Linked DNA regions of Mus musculus: region 1 is linked to region 2. The links are chromatin contacts, called in public HiChIP or PLAC-seq maps. All regions are on one chromosome and are shown on one strand. The core of a region is the stretch at or near the end of the contact, and the rest is flanking DNA. Distances in the headings are between cores, read along the strand shown.

Region 1 (7,445 bases), core at 2,629-5,128, 84 kb after region 2:
TAATGTCTAGAAGCAAAAAAATATATAAAAAGTGAGGTCATAGTGGAAAAATATTGAATCCTCCTTTCCCCAGGTCCAGTCATTTCTAAGGAATACAGGAGAAAAAAGGAAAGAGAAAGCAGTGGTCAATCAGACCTTTGTTGGTATCCCCCAAAATGTAATCTCCAAACTGAAGAATGGCAGCTGGCAGAACAGCTGGTGAATAGGATTAAAGTCAGAAGAAAGAAATAAACCTCAACATATGTCCAAGCCTGCGGTGCTGGGACCAAGCATGATTATACCCCAACGGATAGGCTGCGTACAGCTGGAAAGAGCCACTGTGCCATGCTTCTCCATCCCGCAAGGTCATTGCTGAGCAGCACACTGAAGGTCTGAGCGAAACTCAACTGCGCCTGAAGAACTCTGTGCCTGGGAAGCGGTTTTAACTGTACCAGTGAGCTGGGCACTTTAACCCTTGGAGCTTGCTTTGCTGTAAAGCAAACCAAATGGCAGATTAACACTGAATCTAACAGATTGCACTAAAGTAAATATAATTTTTAAATCATTTAAACCCCTTAATCTCATCTCAATCATATCAAATATTTAGAGCAAACATATTTCCATCTTTCATTTAGAGTTTAAATAGGTACCAAGGGGGGAAATCTAATTAAACAGATGACAGTAGGTAGGGGTTTGTAAATTGTCGATGCTTTCAAAATGAACGTTTTTTTACAGTTATGGCATCACAATTGGCAAAAGAATAATGTGAAGAGGCTGTTTTCATTGCAGGATCCTCGTGTTCTCACACCATGTAACTCACACCAACAAGTTCTGTGCCACCTCTGGGCCAGAGTGGATTTCAACCTTCTGTAATAGTATATGAAAGATGACATTGAACATAAGTGGACAAGCTGCAATACAAAACAGCAACCACATGGATATGACTGATGGATGAGAAAGGGCTTTATTATTTATGGAAACTTAGAACATGGAGCACCTAATTATCCCTCTCCTCTTAAAAGAGCAGTTAAGCACTGCTGTGGGTCCTGTGTCTTGTCCGGATAATAACTGTTTCTACCAGGAACTCAGCTAACTGGAGCTCAACAAGCACAACAGTAGAGGCCACAGATCACTTTCTCGTGTAAAAGCAGCTAGCTATGCCCACTGTCTTCTTTACCTAATGGGGGGCAGTATTGTGGTCCACAGCAAATTGTGCTTGATGAAGATGGGAAATGCAGTTCTTGGGAGCCCAAAGGTATGTTCCCAGACCTTAAAAGAAACCCATGCAGAAACCACCCAACAATCAGAAACCTAACCAAGCAGTCGCACTCCTGAGTCACTTTACTTCAGGGTTGGTCACAGGAGTTTGCCAAGATGAGAAACAGCCAGGCCTTCAGTTCAGCACTGCTCTGAAGCTGAGGAAGCCTGAACAGGCCTACTCTCTGCACTCAAAGGTGAGCTAAGCCATGCCCAGCACGCTTGCTCTGATTTTTCCCTCTTTACACCCAAACTAGTCACAGCAGCTCCAAATTAAAAAAGAAAGGTAGAAAGAAAAGGGAAGGTCTAGAAATTAGCAAACACTGCCTCGGGAGTTTTAAAGCCTTAGCTTAAACTTCAAAGAGCCAGTTTCTAATTCTTAAAAGAATTTCAAACAAGAAAGGCCATGTTTGTAAACTGAGGCTGAATCCCAGATGGAAAAATACCCAGTGGGCTTTTCAAGCAGTCATTTGGCAGTATGTCAGGATATAACAATGGCCTATGATAGTGCTAGTTTTTCTCAGAAATTATTATTTATAAATATCTGATCATTTTTGGGACCAGTTTGGCTCTGCCAATATCGGGGTACAGCAGCCTTCACTGTCCGCCAGCGTTCACTCATCCTCACTGTGTGTGTGGATTTTACTAATTCACAGTTTTAGGAGCCTCCTTAGTACTTGGTATTTTTTAAACATTAATGTGGTGCTGTCTATAACTCCATGAAAGCTCAAATTGCCTTACATTAAAGGTTTAAAAGTAGGAAATAGTCATTTCTGCAAAACACAAATGCTAGAAAAGTCTCAGTCAAGTCCGAATAAAGATCTAAATAGAGTTGCCAAGTTCAATGTTCTTGTAATGGCTTTTCCCATTTTCTAAAATCCCAAGATTGCAAGCGTAGAGTTGTAGGGCACTCAACATTTCCTAGAATATTTAAATGTTGAAAAAATGTTTCTATCTGTCATTGTAGCATATGGAAAGAAACCTACATAGCTTATTAATGTCTTTGGAATTGTTTAAGAGGATTTAAAGATATGAGTTAAAAGAATTTCATAATCTTAATTTCAATTTCTCCTTTTCATTTAATAGTAGACATTCATTAGGACCCACACACTGTAATAAATTATAATAATTTCAAACAAGAATTAAATTACTAGGTACCTAGTGAAAGAGCCATTTTTTCTTAGGTACCCTGTAATCTAACTGTCAGATTTAAAATCTATTCCCAATCAACTCTTCACAACACTCACATTTATTCATCTATGTTAAATTAATAAAAGGTGTGAATAATGCTGACAAAATTGATCATTATTGTTCATGTAGATTTAGAAAATTATAAGGTAATCTAAAATGTAAAAGGAATTGAGAGAAACTATTAAGGTTCTTATAAATAAATTCATCCTATGCTATTTTTTCAAATCAAGACTGAAACTTCGATGAGACTTATTTAAATTGGCTACATATGCTATTTGATAAATTGTACAGTTTTAGAGCACAAACCGTTTTCATTATTTTTGACAAATATCAGTACAAAGACTCTACTATAGCCTTAGAGTGTAACAAATACTTTAGGAGCATATGGCAAGAGAATTCCAGAAAGTAAGAAGCTAATGGTATCCAGGGACCGTGTAGCTTGCTGAAGAAAAGATACAAGCACAGGGACTATCCAAGAGTCTCCCAGAAATAAACACTGCCCCTTCCTTTTCCTCTAGGTGTAGCAATGTAGGTAAGTTCACACTCAGTCCAAATCTATTCCAGAACATGTCAGTAGTACTCCCTGTGTGGACCCTGTTTGCATACTCCTGAGTGCTCCACCCTGTAACCCCGCTGACCCTCCCCTTTCTACTGGGCATCCCTGAAGATAGGGGAAGCATGGCGACATCTGTTCCCATTCACACCGATTTTAATTTACCAAAAGAGCTCCGCTATTTTCAGAGCAGACTCCAGAGCACAATGACAGATTTAGGGCCTTGGCTGAGGTTGCATTTCCAGTGTGTCAGCATTTCCTCCTCACAGAGAGTAAATTCCAGGGGGTCACAACAGAGGAATCGCTGAAATTCTAGCTTCAGAGAAGACACTTTTCCCACCCTACTTATTTTGTCCTAACTGGAGCCGCCACTGCGCTGCCCTATCTGGTGGGCACCAGTGGTGGCCTGCAGTAACTGGACTAAAGTTATCTCATCTTAAGCAAACGTGGAGGTCCTTTGGACCCTTCCTGTGAGGTTCTCCACACAATTATCTCGTCCAGAGCTGACTGAAATGTAATAGCTGTCGCATAACAATTTTATAACTACACATTTATAAAGGACTCATTTTTAAAACACAGCCACATGCCCTGCCTGTTTCATAATCGGATCGCAGGAACAGTTTTAAGTTACAGATATTCTCTCTAACCTAAGAGTTGCACAGTTACATGATTTTTTTTTATGGAGTGCTTTTTGCAAACAATTTAAATGCAAGTTAGGAAAGTCACTCACAGCCACACCACGGCAGTTTTCCTGGATAATCCAGAGATTTTCAAGGCACAATATGAACAGCAACTTGAGAGAAACAATGCCCAAGTTGTGTTGTGATTACTCAGACATGAGCAGCTGAGCAGAGAAGACGGGCAATGGAATGTGTGCAGCAATCAGCTCTGTTGACTAATCAGAATTTGAGACACTGGAAGGTAATAAGGGTATTATAAAGAATGGCTTATTGAAGGAGCAGCTGTTTATGTGCAGCTCACTAGACTGCCATGGTATGTTTTGGTGAAAATGTTTAACTCCTTTTAAAATGATCATTAGAGAAGAGACGACAGCAAGTACCAAGAGGCAAGTTTGGAAGAATCAAAACACCGAGATTTAACAGCTTTGGGACGGTTATCTGGGAGCTTGGAAATGGTCAGAAATGCCAGTCCCAAGGCGCTTTTAAAATTAAAAGTACTTTCTATTCGTTGTTGTTTATAAAAGCTTAGTAGTTAGGCCATCATCGTTACTAGACTGATACAGGCACAGGGTGAGGCAGGAATATAATGGGGAAATCCTCAGGGCAGAACAAAAAGAAAGAGGCCCCTGAAAACAGCCACGGGACAAACACAAACCAGAGACTGACTTGGAATTCAGAAATGGGCTTATTGCCTCAATAAACAGAAAGGTGGAGATGCCCATGTCAGTCACAATTTCAAGTTTCAAATGCTGGTTTTGCTCAAAATATAACTACTAACAGCCTCTCCTATTTTGATTTCAGAAGAGTAAATAATTTTTAAAACACCAGGGAAGAATGTAAAACAATATTTCATTTACTGATATTATTTCCACACAGTGACTATCACCCCAGCTGAACTGTTGGTCATACTGAGTGTTAGCTTTATGCCCAGCTCATTCAGCTTGTCCTTTTACTTTCTCCCGAGAAGCAACTGTCTGGCCTTGTTCTGCCCCAATCACTTCTGGAACAACAACAAAAACCCATAGTATACCATAAGAGTAACAAACATTTCACTGGCTTTCTATAATATAGCATTATGAACATTTCTTTCTGACAAGTGTTCAGTAATATTTTTAGGCAGTCAGCAAGCAGTCAAAACTCTGCTATCTTTTTGTAACAGTTCACATGTCAAACTGGCAAAGTGCCCACAGTATAAGGCTGGAAAAAAAAATCTATTTAATGTCTGCCCCACAAGGCAACATGAGGTTTGATTGGCAGAAAGTGGAGAGTGGCTTTTGATCGTGTGTCCTAACATGCAGTTCCAGCTCCTGTCTTCTCAGCTGATGGGCTCCACATTACCCATTCAAACAGCAGTGACAGAGCACTGCACCACTCCCCGGCTGCAGTCACACGCAGTGGGAGCTAGGCTGGGGACAGCGCCACTGATTAAATATATCACTTTTTCAAGACAAGCAGGTTGTCTGAATCAAAGTTGGACAGAATAGACTCAACATTATTAAAAGGGGATATAAAACTCGGATTGAGTGATGTTCAGCCAGTTTGCACAGCCTCGGGGATTCCTGAGCTGACAGGGAGAATAAGGAAGAGCAGAACTCATAAAACAGGGCCAGAAATTAGCTGTGACACCTCGCCTATTTTCCCATCACTTCAGGACCAGTGAGTTTCAAAATCCTGGAGTCCCCTTTTCCCTTTTTAACTTTCATTTTTAAAAAAAAATGAATTCAGCAAAGGAAGAAAAACACATGAAAGCGTGCTGACTGCAGTTTGTCAATTACTGTCTTACAAGGAATAAAACGGCAGATGCAGGCTTTTGCATCTCATTTAAAAATACACTAATACAGGTTCTTCTAACGAGGATCCTTATTTTTAGATTTTATTGCATTTATTCACTTGGAATTATAGTATAACTTTTAAGTCTAGGAATATTAGAATCATAGAAATCGTGCAGTTTAGCATTTTATAAGTTCTCTGACTAGCAGAAGCTATGGGAGAGCTGGTTATCATATTTAGCACCCCTATATTCTCTGCTATAGCATGCATACTACTTAAACATTTTTGCCTAAAATATGTTTACATACATAAACATCTAAAATGAAGACATGCTCAATACAAATTTTTATTGTCTCCATTTTTTAAAATTACTGAACGTAGCTTCTAATAATGTGCGGGGCATCAACAGATACTTATAGACTGTGAAGAAATAAAAACTAAAGTTGTTTTCTATTTGGAAAAGTAAAAATAAATGTCCAAAGAAATGACAAAACTATAACCAACTATCTGGAACTAGAAACTAAAGGTATAGACTAAAATTTAAATAATTGTCTAAAACAAATTATTTGAAATCAAAATATACAGTCAAGTAAAAAATGGTCAGCCCAGGTATGATTTTAAAGCACTTGGAGAGTTTAATCTTTTCATATCTCTGCTATGAGGACTGGCTTTTATTTATTTATGGTCGTTAGTGGCACACGCCAGCTTTTTCTTGGAACACCTATGTTCTTGTTATTCACTTTGGCATCACTGTGCATAGTTAGCAGCAACCTGCTTGTTAGATATTTAAGATATCATTAAAGGATTAACTCTCCCTACCAAGGTGAGGACAGCTTTAATAGAGAAGGGGGAGGTGCTCAGCGGCACCCTTACACAAGACACCCAAGTAATTGGGCAGCAACAGCAGAGGCAACTGCTTGACAATGGAAAAATTACAGAAAAAATGCTAGGGTTCAATTTACAGTCACATATTCCTTATTGTATAATTCAACTAAATTACTTTAAATTTCAAAGTTAATTTAATGTTTGATGGTATATATTGGTGAAGTCGCATACTAATTTTCAGAATAATCTTAATATGACGATGTTTGATTTATGTTCTATTTGCCACAGAATGTGCCATTTATAATTGATAAATTACTCTGTATTAATCAGATACACATTCTCCTGAATGAGAAATAAGTTATATGTCATATGGCATCTGTACTTTGTGTAGTGAAAGGCCTTTGAGGATGATGAAAACGGTAATAACAAATTTTATCCAAGTTCTCAAAGGCAAAACCAAGCAATCACGTTGAAATCTCGGGGTTTGATGTTAGAAAATTACCATGAAGAGGATAATTTGACTTCCTGTGTGAACCCAGATTTTTCTTTAAAAGGGGGAGGGGTAGGGGCTTCTGAAACCCTGAAATGCTGCAAAACTGTATTTTCTCTTCTCCTCCCAGATATAAATTATATCAGTGCCCTTCCCGCACTGCCATGTGCATTTGACTAAAGCGTGCTGGGAATGGAGAGGAGACCGCCATGATGAGCTGTCAACTGGACCAGGTCCGAGGAAATCAGCCTGGCCTCCGCGGGACTGCCAATGAAAACACATTAGACCAAGTAGATGTGAAGCTCTCCAAAGCATACTCTCCCCTTCTATAATCCAATTGTGAGAGAAGGAAAAAATAGTCAGTGTTCGGAAGAAATGTTTGTGTTACTCCTGCTTTGCCAGTTGAGTCTTTCATATTCTATGCCAGGAGATCCAAAGAAAGGCAGAATAAACCCACACAATATTTTGCAACAGCATTTTAAAAATAGAGAAGGAATACTTTCCTTTTTTAAAAAAAAATCAAAATAATTAATTATTTTAGCCACTCTATTATTGCTTACAGTAATACACGGCAATAACATTTACATTGATTGAATTCTGTTTCCTTAATGTGAAATTTGTTTGGGGTTAATTAGCACGGCTGAGGAATAAGCTTAATAATTTTATCTTGTTTACACTGGAGGCAGTTTTCCGAGAGCAC
Region 2 (7,149 bases), core at 3,758-6,257:
GGGACAGTAAGGCCCCAGTTAGCATGAGTATGCTCTGGGTGACTCTGTGGATGACTATACCTAAGTATTTCAAATCACACCTTCCAAAAGCAATGTCTCTGGTCTGTACTGCTGCCTAGGATGTATTTCTTTGCCCCCTTGAAGACTCTAAATTACTAGAAGTTTCCCTCCTCTCTTTCCCTCCCTCCCTCCTTCTCTTTCTCTCTTTTTGTTCTTTCCTTTTTCTTCTCTTGAATTTCTATGATTTTATTTTCTGAAGAAAACCTCCAACAAGTAGACCAATTAGTGTGATTGCTTGCTGAGCTTGGCGCCGCCCCCCCCCACGCCCCCATCTCCAGTTCCCTGGCTCTTTGTGAGCCTCACCTGTTCTTGCTGTTGGCGAGCAAGGTCCATTTGCTGCCGCTGTTTCTCGATCTGCGATGCTGCCAGCTTTTTCTGTTCATCATGGGCTGCCAGGAGCTGCTCCCGCAAGCTGATCAGCTGGGTAATCATGGTGGAGAGTTGCCGTTCTTTCTCTGCAAGGCTCTCAGGTGTACCTAAAATGGAAATGAGAGGAAATCTCACAAGCTTGAGGAATGTCTTGCAGGAATCAGAGAAAGAGGGGCCCAATTTAGGAGGAGAACCTCTTGGACAAGAGTCTGGGACTGGGAGTATTTGCCATGAAGTGCATTGTGCTGTGATGTGGTTCGTGCTTACCATGCCCAGCACTGTGTTGTCACCTAGCATCCCTTCCCCTCTCTAAAATCAAACCAAAGCAGACTAACCTACCATCTAACATCTTTCACAGCACACAAATCCTTTGAGCAAACCAAGAAACCTGAGGTATTTAATGGTGGCTGTGGGGGGGGGGGGGGCGGGGAGAGATATTTTCTTCAGTGGTGTAGCTACAAGTAAGGAGCCCCAGCTCCTGTATCCTTACCTGTGTCCCTGGAAGTAACCCTAGTTAAACTCATTGGGTTACCTAAAACTAAAGAATGAAAACACACATAGATAGGAAAGCACATGGGGTGGGCATTGTGGGACAAGTTCAGAGGAGGAAGGAGATGGACAAGAGTGGGAAGGGGATATCAGATATAATCAGAGGTTTCATCAAAATGCACTATATACCAAAAATGTTGCCACAAACATACTATTATGTAGAACTAATATATGCTAATTTAAAAAAACTTTTAAAAAAAAAACCAAAGTTCTAAAGTCCTGACCAAAATGCAGAAACTTTACATATTTTAATAGTCTATAACTACCCTTTCTTTAGTGGCATTATCAGTAGCAAAGAAACGGTAGGTGCTTACTAAGCACTATCTAAGGAACTTCCTAGCTGTGGTCCTCATAGGCTTTCTATTCTCAAAGGTCTGTCTGAAGTTCAGAGGTAAGAAAGAGGTCAAGCTCTTGGCCATGAAACAAGTTCTCCCAAGAGAATTAAAATAGCCTTAGGTAAGAACGTCTTAGGGTGGTGGTGGTGGTGGTGTTTTGGGTTTGTACTAGAGATCAAGCTAAGGTTTCCAGATTTGTCCTCAAAGGCAACAATGTTGCTTGGGGGGCTCCCTCACCCTTTGCCATTTGTCACTCCTCAAAGGGAGAAAACAGGCTCAGAGGCTGGAAAGGCCTGCACAAGGATGTGCAGCTTAATGAACGCAAAGACGCAGAGCACTTACGGTATGCGCTAATGGCACTGCACAGTCTTTTATGGGCAAATTGCACAGCTCTCTTAAGTAAAGGGGACAGAATCCTTTTGTGAATCTAAATTAGAGCATTTTAGCACAGTGTTAGATAAGGATTTCAGTCACTGTATTGGAGCCTCACTGGTTTCATTATAAAGAAGAGACCTATGCTTTGAAAGCTTTTCAGGAAGACGCCAGCAGCTGTCAAAGGGGATGAAGAGTGCCGATGTTTGTGAATGTGGAAGGGAAGACTTCCAGCCCTGGGAAGCCCTCCCCTTCACGCCTGCTAGGAAAGCACCCAGACCCAAGGAGCTAAACATATCTTAATTCTGTGTCCGATTATCTGAGAGGACTCCCAAGGGGGAAAAAAAGTGTCTTCAGAGTATGCTGGCTAGCCCTTGCTAGCATGGGATTACTTAAAGGGAAGACAGATGGTGGCAGAAAAGCAACCCAGGTAGAAAACTTTTGGATTTTAATAACCAACTCAGGAAAAAAAAAAAAAAAGCCTCCCTGACTGACCTGAAAGGATATCTATAATCAAAATTAAAAGACAAGAGTAAGAGTGAGGTACAAGAAAGGAGACACTGATTATTGAAACATACAGCAAACCAGGAATGGCTCTTGGAAATCATTAAAGAAGAAAAATGGGTTTTTATTTCATCAGTAGGCTTTTAGATTTGGTTAGAAGAAGAGGAGGAGGAGGAAGAGGAGGAAGAGGAAGAAGAGAAGAGAAAGAGAAAAGGGAGGAGGAGGAGGAAGAGGAAGAAGAGGAAGAGAAAGAGGGAGAGGAGAAAAAGGGGGAGAAGGAGAAGGAAGAAGAAGAGGGGGAGGAGTAAGAGGAAGAAGTTGTTATTAACCCAGAAATATTAAATAAGAAAAATATAAATGTTGCCAAAGGAGATCAAAAAACAATATGCTTTCATTACAATATACAGGACTGAGTGGCTACAGGAAAACTAAGGAGCTTATTTATTTACTGACTTCATTCTTTTTAATTCAGTAAATATCTTTTGATGAAAACAATGTGCCAGGCACTATATCAAATAATCATTATATGACTGTAAACCACTACTGAGAAACTGCAAGCAAAGCAAGTATGCTAAGGGAGGTTGGCCCAAGTCTGGATCCAAGTTCAAGGAAGGAAACCTAGAAAAGTCACAATTTAACAAGAAGAACATGCATTAACAAGATAAAGAGTGGAAATAACTTCTGATAACTACCAGAAAAATATGAAACATTACCACTGCAGGGGAAATACAGATAAGGGAAGGGTTGTGAGTAGTGGATGATCAAGAGCTTTCCAGAAGGAAAAAACAAACAAACAAACAATACAGACTTAGGCTCTGCATGAGTACGCTGGGGGTATATGGGCTTTGGTGTGTTTCAGAGATTGAATAAAGGTGATTAAATATGAATAAAAAATAAAGCAAAGAGGCTAAAGAGGCAGGAAAATGTCATCCCACATAGAGCAGGTTTGATGAGCCTTCTCTCCATTCTGAGAATAACGCACCATCACTAACAGTTTAAGCTAGGGCTGCGCTCTGGCGGTGTTGTGGGGAACAGGTTGGAAAGTTCTGAAATCATAAAATAAATGTGCGCTTTTTATTGCCTATGTTTTGTGTCCTATCTTTAACCCATTGTAATTTTCTTCTTACACTTGATTATATGAGGTGAGTTAGGAAGCTTGCTGAAAACTGCATCGGCTGCCTTACCATTGTTCTTGGATAATAAAGTATCCCTCAGAGTGTTTTGGGTAAGGACCAAAGACACACAGGTTGAATTTATGTTTATATTTTTCAGTGAAGATGAAATTTTCCCTTCTCCAGTTTTAAAGCCTTTTCAACAACCTTTCATTTATTTTTCTTCCTCTTCTGCTTAGTAAACAGAGAAGCTGAGGTGGTATGTAAATAGCAGCTTCTTGTTCAAGGAAGAGCCAACAGTGCTATCTATAAAAGCTTGGGTGACTCCATTATGTGACCTAAGTTTACCAAAAAACACCAGTTAGATGAATCATTTTACAGAGTATAAAGACAGTGAAACTGTTGGATTGTAAACAGTAAAAGTGATTTTAAAACTCTTCCATTGGACTTAGCCATGTTTTTAAGGAAAATAAAACAAGGTAACAGTAGTATTTGTAAGTTAAGGTTTTAGGTACTCATATAACATTGTCACTAAAAAAAGTCAATTTTTTTCCCTTAAACTTAAGTAAAGTTTATCCATATATCAATTGATCCAATGATAGGTGATAGATAATTTATAGTCGATTGATGTAATAGAAAAGGTATAATATAGATAGATGGATGATAGATAATTGATAGGTGATTGATAGGCATATATGTAGACAGATGGTACATAATAAATGATACATAGCTAGTCAGATATAGATTGTAGGTGATAGGTAGCTAGATGATAAATGATAGTTAAATAGATCTAAATGATGGGCAGTACGTGATAGCTGGATGACATAGATAATTAACAGTTTGTACAGCTATGAGTCACAATAAGTGGCGCTGGGTGACATGTAAAATTCCTTTAGAATGAGAAATCCTATGTGTAGCCATCTCTTGGGTTCAGATCAGTGAGTAGTACATTCAAACAATACAATCATGTATGTTCTCTAAATGCATAGGTTGGGGAGGTGACTTTTCTGTTCCATACCCATTGTATACATTTGGCACAATGAATTTAAATATCAATATTTGAACATATACTAATAGATTTTTCTGTTTAAATTGATGAAGTATTTATCTACCCTGCTGTAATAAAAATAGTATCAAGTGTGAGTCAGTGATCCAAACAACCTGAGAACCCAGATTACTTCATTCTCAGACATGTTTCGTTGAACCGCGAGATTCCACTATTACGGAGAAACTAGAATGCTCAAGATGGCTGAAAGAAGAGGCAGCCAAAGGGGCATACAGGACTCCTAAGTACAACCAGGGAGTGTTAGAGAAGCAGGGGGTTATAAGATGCTTCTTCAACTAACTTAAGAATATGTGGGGGAAATCTTACCCTAAGTCATGTTTTGAGATTTGACCAAATCAACTTAGAGTAAATAAATAAGTAAATAAATAAGATAGGAACCTGGGATAAGCCCCATCTCAGCGGGCCAGCAGAGGTCATCGGTTGCCTAGCGTCATCTGTTTGACATCTTTAGACTATCTTAAAATGACTCTCTCAGACGCACTGCCAGAAAATAGCCTCTTCTGCCTTCCACTGAAAGCCAGAGGTAGCTTCATAAACCACAGAAAGGGAGCCAGTAAAAAGCTTCAGTACACAGCTTTTCTCCAAGTCAGTGCGCCTGCCTTTCCTGTGTGGCACACACAGGGTGTGTGTGCCTGACGCTTGCTCCTCCACGGTAAGCTGTATCTATCCTCCAACTGCAACACTGTATCTATCCTCCAACTGCAGAGACCGAGCTGCCAGCTGCAGCTCGGCTTTTCCTTTCTTTTTTCTTTCTTTCCTTTTTTCTTCCATGGGGTCATCTTTATCCCCAAACCACATCTGTCTTGAGTTTCTCTCGGATTAGTAAGGTGGATCAGTGCTCCCCGGGGCCTGCTCCAGCTGAAGTATTTTAATTTGACTAAACACCTGATTTATTTTATCTCTCCGATGAGAAAGGCAGTTTGTCTTAATAGAGCCTGTCAGCCCACAGCCCCATTCACAGCGATTTACAGGCGGCCGGGGACGCGGCGAGAGAAGAGTGCTGCGATTCTGTACTTTACCCTCCTCTGGAAAGCACCTAAAAGCAGCTATTCACTGCTACTGCATGTGGCATTTTAGAACTGAATTAGCTTTTTATTCAAGTAACTACACTTGTTGTGAATAGCTTATCTGTAAAATTGCTACATTCACTACTGATTTTATTAACCTTTGGCTCTATCACAAAATGGTCTTCAGTTAGGAAAGACCTTTAAAATTGACACGTTTTTTTTCCCCCCCTGAGGGGCCTTTATTCCAGTGACTTCAGATTTACTGAATTTGATCCACTGAATTCTTTACCAGTTGTAGTTAAAATTTTGAGCCTCAATAGGAAGTCAATAGTGTGTAAATAAGGAAACACTTTTTTAAATGTAAATATGGTGGCAATTTCCCTCATCAAAAGTTTTCAAATACCATCTTTTATTATAACAGTTCAGAATCACCCCTCTAACCTATTGATAATTTCTTTTTTAACTTTTACAAACCTCTCTTCAGACTCAACACCAAAGGGAAAAATACAAAATATATAAGAATCTATGTGGAACAGTTAATTTATTTTTTTGGCTTAAAATAGAAATCAAAAGTCATATTTAAGGTTAATTTAAAGTTCTTTCCCCCACATCAGTTCATAAAAGTTAGCACCATAATCTGCCAGCTAATTTTGCCCCTACAAATCCATATGATTACAATTGGTGGCACTAGAAAGAGAGCTGGGCACTAGGAGGCAAAGGCAGGCTCCGGGGCAGAGCCATGCACAGCAGGGTTGGGCACTTTGCGTGTGGACTGGCCTCAGTTCTTTTCAAATAGCTCCACACCCATGACTTGTAGAGCACAGGAATCTTTGTAGATAACCCCCTCAGCACTTAGTTGCAAAGTTGAACACTACTCTCCTGAGGGCTACATTTTTAGAAGAAAATAAGAAATGTGCACAGCAGTCAAGTGGGAGACAGAAGGAGACACTTAAAGAGAACAGGGAGGGAGGTCAGAGGGAAGGAGAGAGAAAAGGTAGCTGAAAGGCCAAGGGGGTGGGTGATAGAAAAAGACAGACACAGGAGAGAGAAAGAAGAGAGGGGGAGAGGAGAGAGAGAGCGAGCACTAAATTAAATTCTGTGCATTTCCCTGTATGTTTTTCCTTTCTAATGAAATGAGGGATTATGTTGTTAAAGTAATATTTACCAAGTCAAATAAAGCCAAGGGCAAGCGGCCGCATCTAACGCAAGTCTGAGGGGCTACAACATGAAACAACAGCTAACCAGCCTTTTTCATTAGATCCTGTGCCAGTTACTTTAACAGACTTGATAGAAGGTCACAGTGAAACTACAAGACTCTGCAGCTACAAATGCCTGCTCCTGGTGTGATGGAGAGAGAGCAGGCAGAGCCGCTGGAGTGGAGTTCCAATGAGGACAGACTTTTCCACATCAGTCCTAGAAGGATTAAAACACTTAACAGTCATTTCAAAGTGACACCAATCCAGGACCTCAGCCAACAATCCAGAAAGATTTTAAATTCAGTTGAAAAGAAAAGCTTTTACGAGTCAATTTTCAGGTCAGGTCTAATTGTTTTAAAATGGACACTGTTTGAGAAGAAAGCTAAAAATACAATGCCAATCATAAAAGAAAGCCTCATTTGATCCCTCCTGCCCTGGGGTAACCTGGTCAAGCTGCTGCCTCTCCCGCTTCAGCCCTGCACACATCAGATGGGCTGTGATGTTGCTACTTCACAAGCCCAGTACATCATTTAGCCCTGGCCTTTTTTGATGGAATCTTCTTTTAAATGTCACAAAATA

What was found. HiChIP or PLAC-seq counts read pairs in DNA pulled down with a chosen protein or histone mark.
Region 1: a contact with region 2 is called in an H3K27ac HiChIP or PLAC-seq map of oligodendrocyte precursor cells, with 4 times the contacts expected there. The contact joins two enhancer-like sites. A contact is called at or near these places in 2 of 39 promoter capture datasets (the C10 cell line and liver), 2 of 484 Hi-C or Micro-C datasets (the G1E-ER4 cell line and Sertoli cells), 1 of 115 datasets of contacts at active chromatin or transcription factors (oligodendrocyte precursor cells) and 2 of 9 other capture datasets (adipose tissue and embryonic tail).

The regions. Positions count from the first base shown.
Region 1 is chr7:115,747,428-115,754,872 of GRCm38.p6, forward strand. All of the region lies in intron 4 of Sox6 (SRY (sex determining region Y)-box 6), which reads right to left. Among named protein-coding and RNA genes, the nearest start is that of Gm51455, 250 kb to the left of the region's middle. Within about 2 kb of position 3,879, at least 43 of the 459 cell types and tissues checked have an H3K27ac peak or open chromatin away from gene starts, as enhancers often do. A contact at or near this core is called in adipose tissue and oligodendrocyte precursor cells, where this site is marked.
Region 2 is chr7:115,661,909-115,669,057 of GRCm38.p6, forward strand. Sox6 (SRY (sex determining region Y)-box 6) reads right to left here. Exons shown (of 16, transcript NM_001025559.3): 6 at 364-536. Among named protein-coding and RNA genes, the nearest start is that of Gm51455, 170 kb to the left of the region's middle. Within about 2 kb of position 5,008, at least 55 of the 459 cell types and tissues checked have an H3K27ac peak or open chromatin away from gene starts, as enhancers often do. A contact at or near this core is called in adipose tissue and oligodendrocyte precursor cells, where this site is marked.